2 separate regions of the Mus musculus genome follow, and region 1 is linked to region 2. A link is a contact called in public HiChIP or PLAC-seq data. All regions are on one chromosome and are shown on one strand. Each heading gives the region's core, a stretch centred on a gene start, on an enhancer-like site or on the middle of the called end of the contact. The rest is flanking DNA. Distances are from core to core; before and after follow the strand shown.

Region 1 (6,016 bases), core at 789-3,288, 280 kb after region 2:
GTAAATGAAGAATATACCAATGAAAAATTTAAAAAAAGAAATGGTTTTAATATATTGCTTTAAATGAATGTGTAGTTTATGCTATTTTGTATACTGTGATTTATAAATGAAAACCAGACTCAAACTTTCACTCAGTGAATGACAATTGTCTGTGGAAAGAAATAGTTTCCACTCTTCTCAGCCTCATCAATTAAATCAGGAAGCCAGTCTTGTGTTTTGTTTGACCCTGTTACCAGCTACTCTTCACTCTTCGTTCCAGTCACATGGAGGTTGGTTTCTCTGTGATGTTATTGCCACCAACTGAGGTCAGGCACTCACATCTCATACCTGATTGTCACTGAAATATGGGCACAAATGACCTGCAAGAGAAAGGGTAGTTAACCCTTTCACGAAGGCAGTTATGAGATGGGAGTTATCTTCTTCCTTCTCTCCTCCCTCCCTTTTTGCCTCTGCACACCTATACTGGGCAGGCATACTCCTCAAGCCAATGCATCCACAGAGACAATCATCAAAAGCCAGTCCATAAGGCTGATTATGCAGAACCTTTCGAAATGTTATGGCATAGAAGCAAGCCACACACTGGCTACTGGGACTATGCAGAGGGTTTTCTGTCTATGCTGAGAATGGAGAGATGGGCAGCTGGGAGGCAATGAAGGAGGTGGCTTCTGCTCCAGGACCAGGCAGTAGCAGAGGACAGAGCATCAAACGGGAGTAGAGACCACATGGGTATCCATGTGCCTTTCCGAATGGCTTGAAGGCTGGCTTCAAGAGAGAGGCAGAAGAGAAGACTGGGAAGGAGTACAGGCCAGTGCGTGTTTCATGTAACTCCCGTGGCATCTAGAAGTGTCTTTTACCACGTAAAATGATAAAGGATGGACTATAGGTCACTAAACAGAAATCACCATGTTTTGTTTCTAGAATGAAGGAGAATGAGCTTGTAGGCAACATGAAAACACATTTCCAGTCAATGAATGTGTGTGTTGCTTCTTCTTGTAATTTTGGAGATTATAATGCGATAGCAGCCCTTGTTTCCTTTTCTCCCTCCAAACTCTCAGGCCCGGAGTAGAAATAACTATGTGCATCGAGCCTCCTGTGGGCCTGGAAACAGAACTAGCTATCAGATGTATACATTTGCCGTGAAGCTCCTTTGGAATTATGTAGGGAGAAATTCAATTCTACACTAATGTGATCCAGAGTTACATGATAGAACGTGGAGAATGAATGTGGTCTTAATCACTATAGTTACCGGAATGAACCTCGCCACCGAGAGACCTTAGTACCTGGTCAGAAAAGTCTCCAACGCCATACAGAAAAAGTTGTTAATTGTACATGGACACAGGTGAGTGGGCGTAAACTGGGGAAAAAATGGTTGGCTGAGCAGTTTTCGCAAGCTGCATTCTATGCAACGGAAACGGGAGAGTTAAGTTCTGAGACTGCCTGAAATGTCATCACACTAGTCCACTCTAATAGTCCCCGAAGACATTTCTCATCTCCACTCCCACACTTCTGGTCCAACTAACCTGCACTCTATCAGACTAATGCTCCCCAAACACCCATTTGATCATGACATTGCCTGGGTCAAACAGTTACAACCTAGACAGCGTTCATCTAACAAATATTTATCATTTGGCAGTCTGGGGTGCAGGGCTACAGCAACGCCAATGTGAACAAGCCATTTTGCACCGTCTCCACAGTGCTCAGAGCATGGACCCGATGCTGGGGCAGAGCAGCATTGCCAGCACTGAACTCAGAGCATGGCCCAGATGCTGGGCACAGTGCTCAGAGCAAGGTCTGGATGCTGGGCACAGTGCTCAGAGCGAAGCCTGGATGCTGGGTGCTCAGAGCATGGGCCGAATGCTGGGTACTGTGCTCAGAACACGGCCCAGATGCAGGGCACAGGTGCTCTAAGCGAGGCCCAATTGCTGGGCTCTGTGCTCAGAGCATCGCCAGCACTGAACTCAGAGCATGGTCCAGATACTGGGCACAGTGCTCAAAGCATGACCCAGATGCTGGGGCAGAGCAACACTATATTATGTCAGTTCCTCTGCTGGGTAAAACTAAATTTTCTACTTCTTCTTTTGATTGTATGACAGTGAGCATATGGTTCTTATGTGTATTTCCCCAAAATAGATTTTTCTTAAGTACCAGTTGGAAATTGTGACTGTCTCTCTCACACTACCCAGAATTCAGCACACATCAACCATGCTCATGGTTTTGACCCCCAGACAGCATGCCCTCTCATTCAGGATGTTTGTCCATAGTTCCAGCTATTTTTGTGTCTACTTCAAAATTTTACTTCTCCTCTAGGAAGATACTCTACCCTTCCTTCCTGATTACAGCCTGGGTAAAAGGGTGATCCACTGGCTTAGAATAAGAAATCACTTCCTGGGTGTCATTAAATTGCAAAGAGTCTTTGTCACCTGACCAGGCTTCTTACTTCATAGGTTGTTTCTAAATGACCTTAACCTACTCTCAAGATTTCAACTAGGTCGAATTGCATCCCAACCTTTGGAGGTTTCATGTAGAGAAAAATATAGCAATCAGTAGAATTGGATTTTGCCGTATTGAGCGCACTTATCCTGTGGCTGAATGTCCTAGGTCATACACATTATAATATCTCAATATAATATCAGGTTATGTGCACAGCTTGGGCATAGGAGATTCATGGAGAGGCGATTAATCTGCCATTTATGCCTTTATACTCCAAACTTGAAATACATCTTTCTCATAGGATCTCATCTTGGAAGAAAGTGATTTCCCTTTTGACTAGTTTCCTCAGTCAGGGTAGAACATGTGTTCCTTGAAGACTGGCAGCCTTTTTGGAGATTGAACAGTGAGACCAACTTCCTCAAGACATCTGTCAATCTGAAAAGAGCCCTCCCATCCGCTGAGCCTTACACACAGGCACTTCGCAGAGTCAAGTAGAAGCAGTCTGCTAACTATTACACGTCTGGAAGCTATTTCCCTGGTTTTAAGTAGCCAGGATTTGTTGCTAATACAGTCAGAGTCAGCATTACACCCACACTCATAAATGACTTATTTAGAAAGAAGCAAGACATGTTGTGACTTGGCTGTCTTCTCATTTTTGGAGATAAGGTAAAATTTCCTAGTTACAGAACATGAAAACAAACATATTACAGTTACTTAACATATGTTATAAGTAAATAACTGGTGGGGCACATTCACCCTTTCTCCCCCTCTGCCTTTTATTATTTCCTTTGAACTAACGCATTCCCCCAGCTGCTAGACATATGTTTTGTGAGGGATGGATTTGGCTCCTTGGGAGTAGCAGTCACAGCATGATTCTCTCTTATCTTCTGCTGAGCATTGCAGTATTGGGTGTACGAGGATATATTAAAATGCCACAGAGGTAGTCTGGTTCTCCGTACTTGGTTCCGTTCTGGACTTGCTGGCTGCCACAGCACAGAGATGGCATCAGCCTCTTCCAGACTGGCCATCAAAGAGAAAAGTAGGGCCAGACTTTTCATTCTCTAAAGGTTAGAATGTTGTCCTACTGTGGTCAAACTGCCTATAGAATATCATCCTCCTGTGGTCAAGCTGCCTATAGAATGTTGTCTTACTATGGTTAAGCTACCTATAGAAAGCAGAACTTCCTAGTGGCGTTCATCATCTGGTATTCTTGCACTGGCCTGCTGTGGACATTTCTAGATCCAGCACTTCTGTGCCCAGAAAATCTAGCAGGTTCTTGCCTTCTCTTACTTCATTCATGAGATATACACTAAGTGATGTTTGAAGTGGGCAGTTGAATTAATCATATAACTCACCTTTTGTGATTTGGATCTCCAGTGTTCCCCAAACCATGCTAACATGCTAACAGTCTGCTCACCAGTCCCAGGTACTGTTCGAATGTGGTGAAACTTTTAGGAAGTGGGACTAAGTGAAAGGAAGTGAAGCCATTGGCCTTGACAAAATATATGGCTCATTCTCTTGCCTTCGCTTTCCATAAGATCAGCAGTGTTTCCTACCACATACTCCTGGCTGGCTTCAAAACAATGGAGCCAGCAACCACAGACTGGACCCTCTGAACCCATGAGTCTCAAATAAATAAATGCATGTTCTTTACAAGTTGAGGTTTTCAGAAACCTTGTCCTGGATGGGAATTGAATAACAGACTTCCCAAGAGTGGTTCTGATGACGAAGTCTTTGCTGCAATGTCAATGACGAAAATGCTGGCAGGGTGACTGTTACTGCAGCAGCAGTGGTAGTTAGATATACACAAACATATACATAAAGAACAGTTAGAAGTGTAACTATTTTGTAACTAGAAATTAATAAAAATCACTATAAATCACTTTTATTAGTTTTTACTTTAACAAGTAAATAGCCTATATCTTAACAGTTTGGATAAGTTGAATAGAGCATATAAAATATCGTCTTTCTGACACTTCCTTTTTTTTTTTTTTGGTTTCGGTTTTGGTTTTTCGAGACAGGGTTTCTCTATGTAGCCCTGGCTGTCCTGGAACTCACTCTGTAGACCAGGCTGGCCTCGAACTCAGAAATCCGCCTGCCTCTGCCTCCCGTGTGCTAGGATTAAAGGCATGTGCCACCACGCCCATCTCTGACACTTCCTTTTAAAGGCAATGTATTTTACATTTTAAACTTATTTAGTTTTGGCTCAAACTTGCATATGGTGGTTGTGTCACAAAACCTATTTATTCCACTCTATGGAATTTTAATCCACAAATTATTCATCTTCCCCAGGGCAGTAAATGCTAAAAGTAGTATGCATTTAGGATTTGGACTTAAGGAGAAATGGAGACAAAACATTCCTACCCAGGTTCTTCTACTTCTGGTGTCTGCCATTTGGACGGAGTGCATGCTAGTGTCAATAACCAACCCTGCTGGATTGCTGTTGGGTCACATCTATGGCGGACGAACCCAGTTTTGCTTAATTAGAGTGGATAATGGCCTACACTTAACAGTCACGTCTCCTCTGTCTCTACCTGGCTATCCCAGCTCTCAAGGCTTATCTTGGTTCTGATGGATGCCCGTTTGGAGGAGTTCTGTCCAGGCGTTCTGTGGAGTCCTGGTCATTATTTGTCAATGTTTTCTCCTGATGGGGCAAAGGACTGTGGAGTTAAGTTTCCATTTCTGTTATATCACAGCAAATATATGTACTATGTTCCAGCAAAATGGCTTCCCATCTTCTCTCCTAGTGCACAGGATGAAGGCTTACCACTGTTAACCCACTCTCATTCCAAGCACTGAATTCTTTGGAAGGAAGTCACGATGTATAGTAGATGTGTAAGCAGGGACATGTTATGCATTAGAGGTGGGCGTGGACACTGATTGCTTGAAATTATCGTGCATAGAAGGACCAGCCATTTGACATTGCCCCTGTCCATTTGCATACTTCTGCAATTATCCATTTCTGTCTGGAAGGACTCTGGAATATTTATCTCATTCTCTGCCCTATGATCTAATTCTATTGACTTTGTTGCTTAGATTACCTAACATTGGCTTCTACATCTTTTTGACATACCCCTGTCGCCTTGATATTTGTTTACATTTTTACTAACCTTGAGCATGTATTTTGCGTATGCACCACAGGCTGCTGTAAGCTTAGTTTGTATCTGGTCACAATCATAGAAACAATCATTCCCCCAGTCTAAAATAAGGATTTCTCATGCTATTTATATTCAGTACTCTCAACTGACATAGCAAGAGATATATCACATTAAGGCTCTGTGTATTTTAATCCCCATATAGGAAAATATGTGTGTAAATACTTCTATGTATAACCACATATTTTGCATCATGGTGAGTATGAACTTTTACTAATACTTTAGAGACTAACATCCATGACCACACACATGAACCTAGGCTTCTCTTTGTGCTTATCAGCTTCTTTCCTGCCTTCTGCCAGCCACGTACCTAGTTACTCAGTTCTAGTACACATGTATTGCAGTATCATGCTTGTTAACCTATAACCTCACGCAGGGAGCATTATCAGTACTCAGCTGCACTGCAGTACTGTGTCCAAATTCTTTTCCCA
Region 2 (5,229 bases), core at 1,789-4,288:
ACAAGTGGTGGTACCTTCCTCTGCATCCATGCTCTCAGCTCCGCACGCTTCCAGCTTTCCCCTGGATCCTTGGAGGGAGGACTAACTTCCTGCCATGTGCTCCCAGAATGTGCCCCACCCCTCCTTGCTCACCATCCTTCACCTCCCAGCCATGAGCATTGTCCAAGAGACAGAGGCTGGATGGTTTAAAGGTTCTTCTGCAGCAGTCACAAAGCCATACTTCCTTCTGTGGGTCTGCTCCAAGCCAGTCTTTCTGTATATGATCCCTCTCATTCTCCAAATCTGTGTGGTTGCCTACCCTCAGCCCAAACATGGCCAGCTCCGGTCCTTCAGGTTCACACCACCAGGCATCTCCCCCAAATGGCCTCCGTATCACATTACTTGAAATAAATATAAAATATTCAAAGTAGGTGAGTGTGAGAGTCAGAACTCACAGCCATGTACTTCACCGTTGCTTCGAGCCCCAAATACCATGCAAGCAGGTGGTTTATCTTGAATGCATTGATGAGTTTGGTTGCTTTAGCTAGTCAAACAAGGCCTGTGCTGATTTAAAGTGAGTCCTTGAAGGTCAGAGGTATCAAGCGGCTGGTCCCGTGGGTCACAGAGAAGTGGTAGAGTTAGGACTTCAGCTTGCGTGCCAGAGAAGGTAGAGGCCATCTTGTGCCAGATTTGCTTTATGATTTCGAGCTGTCTCCCAGAAGCCAGCACAGCATCTCAGACACAGCACACTTTCTGACAGGCCCCAGAGGGCCTAGCCTCAGGCATGCATGGGGCTTTTCACTTACTACACACTTTGCCTGCACCACTCTGTTCTTCCAGGTCTGTGTGAGGAAGCCTGCCTTCCACGCTCGGATGAGGCCTTACCACCTCCCTGAGGCTTCACAGGCTTTTGGTTTCCACCCCTCTTCCTGTTTCCACCTGCCTATCCCCCCTGTACACACCTGAGACCCAGCTTCTGGGGTCTCTGGTACTTGTCCATGGTGCTATAATGTTACTTTAGTGATGGCGTCCCACCTAGAGCACCTGCCTTCTCCTGGCCAAGAGCCCTTGCTTCATTTTCTTCTCCTTGCTTGTCACCCCAGCACTGTGGCAGATGTCTACTAAATGGTGACTATGTCCTGGATGCGATTAACACCCGGGACTCTGGGGGAACAGGAGAAGAACGAGGGTCTCCCTAACACAGTGTGTTCTCCGGTCCTCTACCCAGAACTCCTTGTCTCATGTTGCCAGTTTCTTGCACAGTCTCTTTGACAGCCAGGCTTATTTCTACCTCAACATATCAACGTCAGCAGCATCTCCCTAGTCCCTTCTGGCACCAGGCCTGGAGCTGTAACCTATAAAGCATGCTGTAAATGAAACTGGAGGCGCATCGCCCTAAACTCATCAGAGACGCTTAGACCCACCAAGTCATAGGCAAACCTTTGAAAGTGTGGGTGGCTGTTGTGTTAAATAGCAACCCCCAGAAAGTGGCCTTTGTCACGTACTTCTTTTTCCTGACAATTCCAGTTCTCCTCTTGTGCATGGTGTCGTCATCTTCCCAAGCCCCAGTCACCAACTATCCATCTCCATTCTCAGACACACTCACATTGATCTTTAAGCCTTGTGTCCAGTCCCACCTCTCTCTGTAAGAAGTCCCCACCATCTGGAGATGTCAAAGATATTGCTGGCTGATTGATTTCTTGCATCAGCCAAGCCATGTGGATGTCTTTCCTGTCTGTCTGCTTACCAGGTCTTTTGTGTTCCTCACGATGGGCTCACTGTGTACCTCACTCCTGCTACATACCGTATATGGATGTAGGATTAAAATTCTCCAGAGCACTAAGATAACCAGGAGCTGCCTCTGGGAATATTCCAGGGGACCAAAGAGCTACTCCCACAGGGAGGCCCCCGTTTGTGATCCATGTATTTCAGTATGTGTGGGGAACATCCTTGCGACTTAAACAAGACATCTTTAAGCTGGCCTTACTGTGAGACAGATCCCACATTGACACTCTGTGGCCACTAAAACAAGGGCTGATGGATTCCATTCACTGTCCCTCACACAATGACCCTTTGATGTCTTTGGTCTTATCTGAGGAAATATCTTTCTCCATTTGTGAGCCTGGATGTAGGCTTGTGTCTCATGGGAGTCTTCTAGGAGAATTTGGAAAATGCAGGATCCCTTAGAGCATCCATAAAAGACTCATGATGCCAGTGTTTGCAAGCTAGAGTCCCCAGTGAAGGAGCTAGAGAAAGGACCAAAGGAGCTGAAGGGGTTTGCAACCCCATAGGAGGAACAACAATATGAACTAACCAGTACCCCCAGAGTTCCCAGGGACTAAACCACCAACCAAAGAATACACATGGTGGGACTCACGGCTCCAGCTGCATATGTAGCAGAGGATGGCCTAGTCAGACATCAATGAGAGGATAGGCCCTTGGTCCTGTGAAGGCTCGATACCCCAGTGTAGAGGAATGCCAGGGCCAGAAGGTGGGAGTGGGTGGGTTGGTGAGCAGGAGGAGGGGGGAGGGGGTGGGGGAGGGGTTTTTTTTTTTCCGGAGGGGAAACCAGAAAAGAGGATAAAATTTGAAAGGTAAATAAAGAAAATATCCAATAAACAAACAAACAAACAAATCTCTTCATTCTCTGTCAGAGTGTTCCAGACTTGACATGCCCAGGTCAACTACACTCCTGTTAGTTATAGCCAGCACCTGAGGTTGAGACCTCCCACACAACCCTCCTTTCCCATGTGAACACTCATGTCCAGCTTTTCAGGGTAGCAGCCCAGCCAGCATAACAGTCCATGCAACCCTGACCCTGCCGTCACCACAAGCAGTGTCCACTCCTGTCTGAGTGCCCAGCATCTGCCACACACATCAAGACAAAGGTACTCTTAAATGTAAGTCCGCGATATCTTCCCTGGATTAAGAAAGGAAACCCCAACATTAGAAGACTGTCAGCGATTCTTGCCTGCCTGTCTTCTCCTTCCTGGACAGCTGTGTCCCCTTCCTGTTGCCTGGCATGTGTCCGTCTTCCTGAAGACCTCTGCCCTGCTCTTCATTTCCTCTGGCTTCTCTTCCTTCCCCTGACCTCTGACCTCAGCTCACTCATACCTCTGCTCCAAGGCTACCCAGCCAGAGAGCTGCCTGGCACACAGCCAGTCCCTGCCTCTCAGCTGTCATCCCCAGCAGATGATGTCTATCTATGCATTTGCTCACTGCCTCTCTCCCCAGGAGTGGGGGCTTCCATGAAGATAACCTTCTCACTGTTTACTGCTGTGTCCCCAGGGCTGACATCATTCCTCACACATGACAATCACTCAAAAAAATAGTTGTTGAAAGAAGTGTGAGTGAAGGAACTGATGGAAGCTTTCCAGCTGGTATCTAAAGGAACTCACAACCCCGGGAGAAGAGGAACGGAAAGTGTAAGCAATGGTGAGTTTTGATATCCACCCAGAGGGCTTGAAAAGTTTGGAGTATGGGAAAGCGTGTGTGTGAGCATCAGGAAAACTCTTACATCCCAAAACATGGGGGGAGAACCAAGATGGTTTTTAGAAGGCGAAATAACGAACTCCAAGATGTAGTGACAATGGAATATTATTCAGCATTAAAGAGAAATAAGCAGCCGAGTGATTAAAGGGGCTTGGGGGAGGGAGAGGCCTTAAATGCTGATTCATCAAGGAACAATGCCCACGTAAGAAGGCTTTGTTTTCTGTGATCCCATGACACTTGGGAAAGGCAGAACTGCAGAGTCAATGAGGATGCTGGTGGCTTTTGGCCCCACCAGGGTGGGAAGGGCAAGAGGCAGAGCAGAGGGAGATCACACAGCAGGGCAGCTGTTCTTTTGACTCTGTGATGTAGGCATACACACTTTTAGAAACCCATGGAGTGTCGAACTCTCAGATGAACCCTAATGTGGAGCAATAACTTCTACTAAACGAGCATGAATGGGGTGGGAGTTATTGCCACAGAGAGCTGCACACAGGTGGGGACAGGAGTGCATGGGAAAAACCTCTCTGTACTTTCCACTTGCTTTTTAAAATAAAGGTAAAACCTTTAAAAAGTAAAGTCTACTGGGAAAACACACAAGAACAAAGTGTTGGAGCAAGAACAGTAACCTAGTCTGGGGTAGTTTGGTGTGTTGAAGACAAGGCAGTCTGTAAGTGTCTTGAGAGGGTAAGGGGCCATGGATACTTGTATGGAGCAACTGAGGCAAGAGGTGGGCACAGGTCAGGTTGGACAGACATTCACATGCTAGGGTAGCAAAGTTTTAGATAATGAAGTTTAGGAATCAATAGTGTGGATGTGCGAATAACAGGAACAATGTCCACATGATTGACCTAGGAATTTGACAGGGGAATAGCAGTAGAGAAGTGTACTGGCTAGTTTCATGTGGCAACTTGACACAAGCTGGAGTTACCACAGAGAAAGGATCCTCCCTTGAGGAAATGCCTCCATGAGATTCAGCTGTAAGGCATTTTCTCAATTAGTGATCAAGAGGGGAGAGCTCCGTCCATTATTGTGGGTGGTGTCATCCCTGGGCTGGTAGTCTTGGGTTCTGTAAGAGAGAGCAAAGTGAACAAATCAGAGGAAACAAGCCAGGAAGTAACATTCCTTCATGGCCTCTGCATCACCTCCTGCTTCCTGACCTGCTTGACTCCCAATCCTGACTTCCTTTGGTGATGAACAACAATGTGGAAGTATAAGCTGAATAAATTCTCTCCTCCCCAACTTGCTTCTTGGTTATGATATTTGTTCAGGAATAGAAACCCTGACTAAAACAAGATGGAAAGAGACTGTTCTGTTGTTGTGATGAAGATGCCGGGGGGTGGGGGGGAGGGTAGGAGGGGTGCTGGAGAGATGACTAAGTGGTTAAAGCACTGACTGCTCTTCTGACGGTCTTGAGTTCAAATCCAAGCAACCACATGGTGTCTCACAACCATTCATAATGAGAACTGACACCCTCTTCTGACGTGTCTGAAGACAGTTACAGTATACTTAGATTTAAAAAAAAAATGTCAGGGGACACTTGGCCACTGTCCACATAGGAGAACAAGAGGGAAGGGGATCCGGTCTGAATAGATACTATTGGCACTGGCAGAGTGGGAGGATTGGTGTGCTGAGGGAGAAGAGGTTGTGTTGACTCTTGGAATTCTAGCTTGAACCATGTGAAAGTGGCGTGGGCACATCACTTCCTGTGTAGACTATCTCGTTCAACTTTTGAGTTTAACCTTGTGAAGATAATAGAGC

The links. HiChIP or PLAC-seq counts read pairs in DNA pulled down with a chosen protein or histone mark.
Region 1: an H3K27ac HiChIP or PLAC-seq map of microglia shows a contact between it and region 2, with 6 times the contacts expected there. The contact joins two enhancer-like sites. A contact is called at or near these places in 4 of 39 promoter capture datasets (the C10 cell line, cranial neural crest and stem cell-derived epiblast-like cells), 1 of 484 Hi-C or Micro-C datasets (myeloid progenitors) and 1 of 115 datasets of contacts at active chromatin or transcription factors (microglia).

Annotation. Positions count from the first base shown.
Region 1 is chr13:70,931,558-70,937,573 of GRCm38.p6, forward strand. No RefSeq gene overlaps it. Among named protein-coding and RNA genes, the nearest start is that of 8030423J24Rik, 52 kb to the left of the region's middle. Within about 2 kb of position 2,039, at least 9 of the 459 cell types and tissues checked have an H3K27ac peak or open chromatin away from gene starts, as enhancers often do. A contact at or near this core is called in microglia, where this site is marked.
Region 2 is chr13:70,647,028-70,652,256 of GRCm38.p6, forward strand. It overlaps Gm36377 (a long non-coding RNA gene), which reads right to left. Exons shown (of 3, transcript XR_382634.3): 3 at 3,559-4,537. Among named protein-coding and RNA genes, the nearest start is that of Gm36377, 6.2 kb to the right of the region's middle. Within about 2 kb of position 3,039, at least 16 of the 459 cell types and tissues checked have an H3K27ac peak or open chromatin away from gene starts, as enhancers often do. A contact at or near this core is called in microglia, where this site is marked.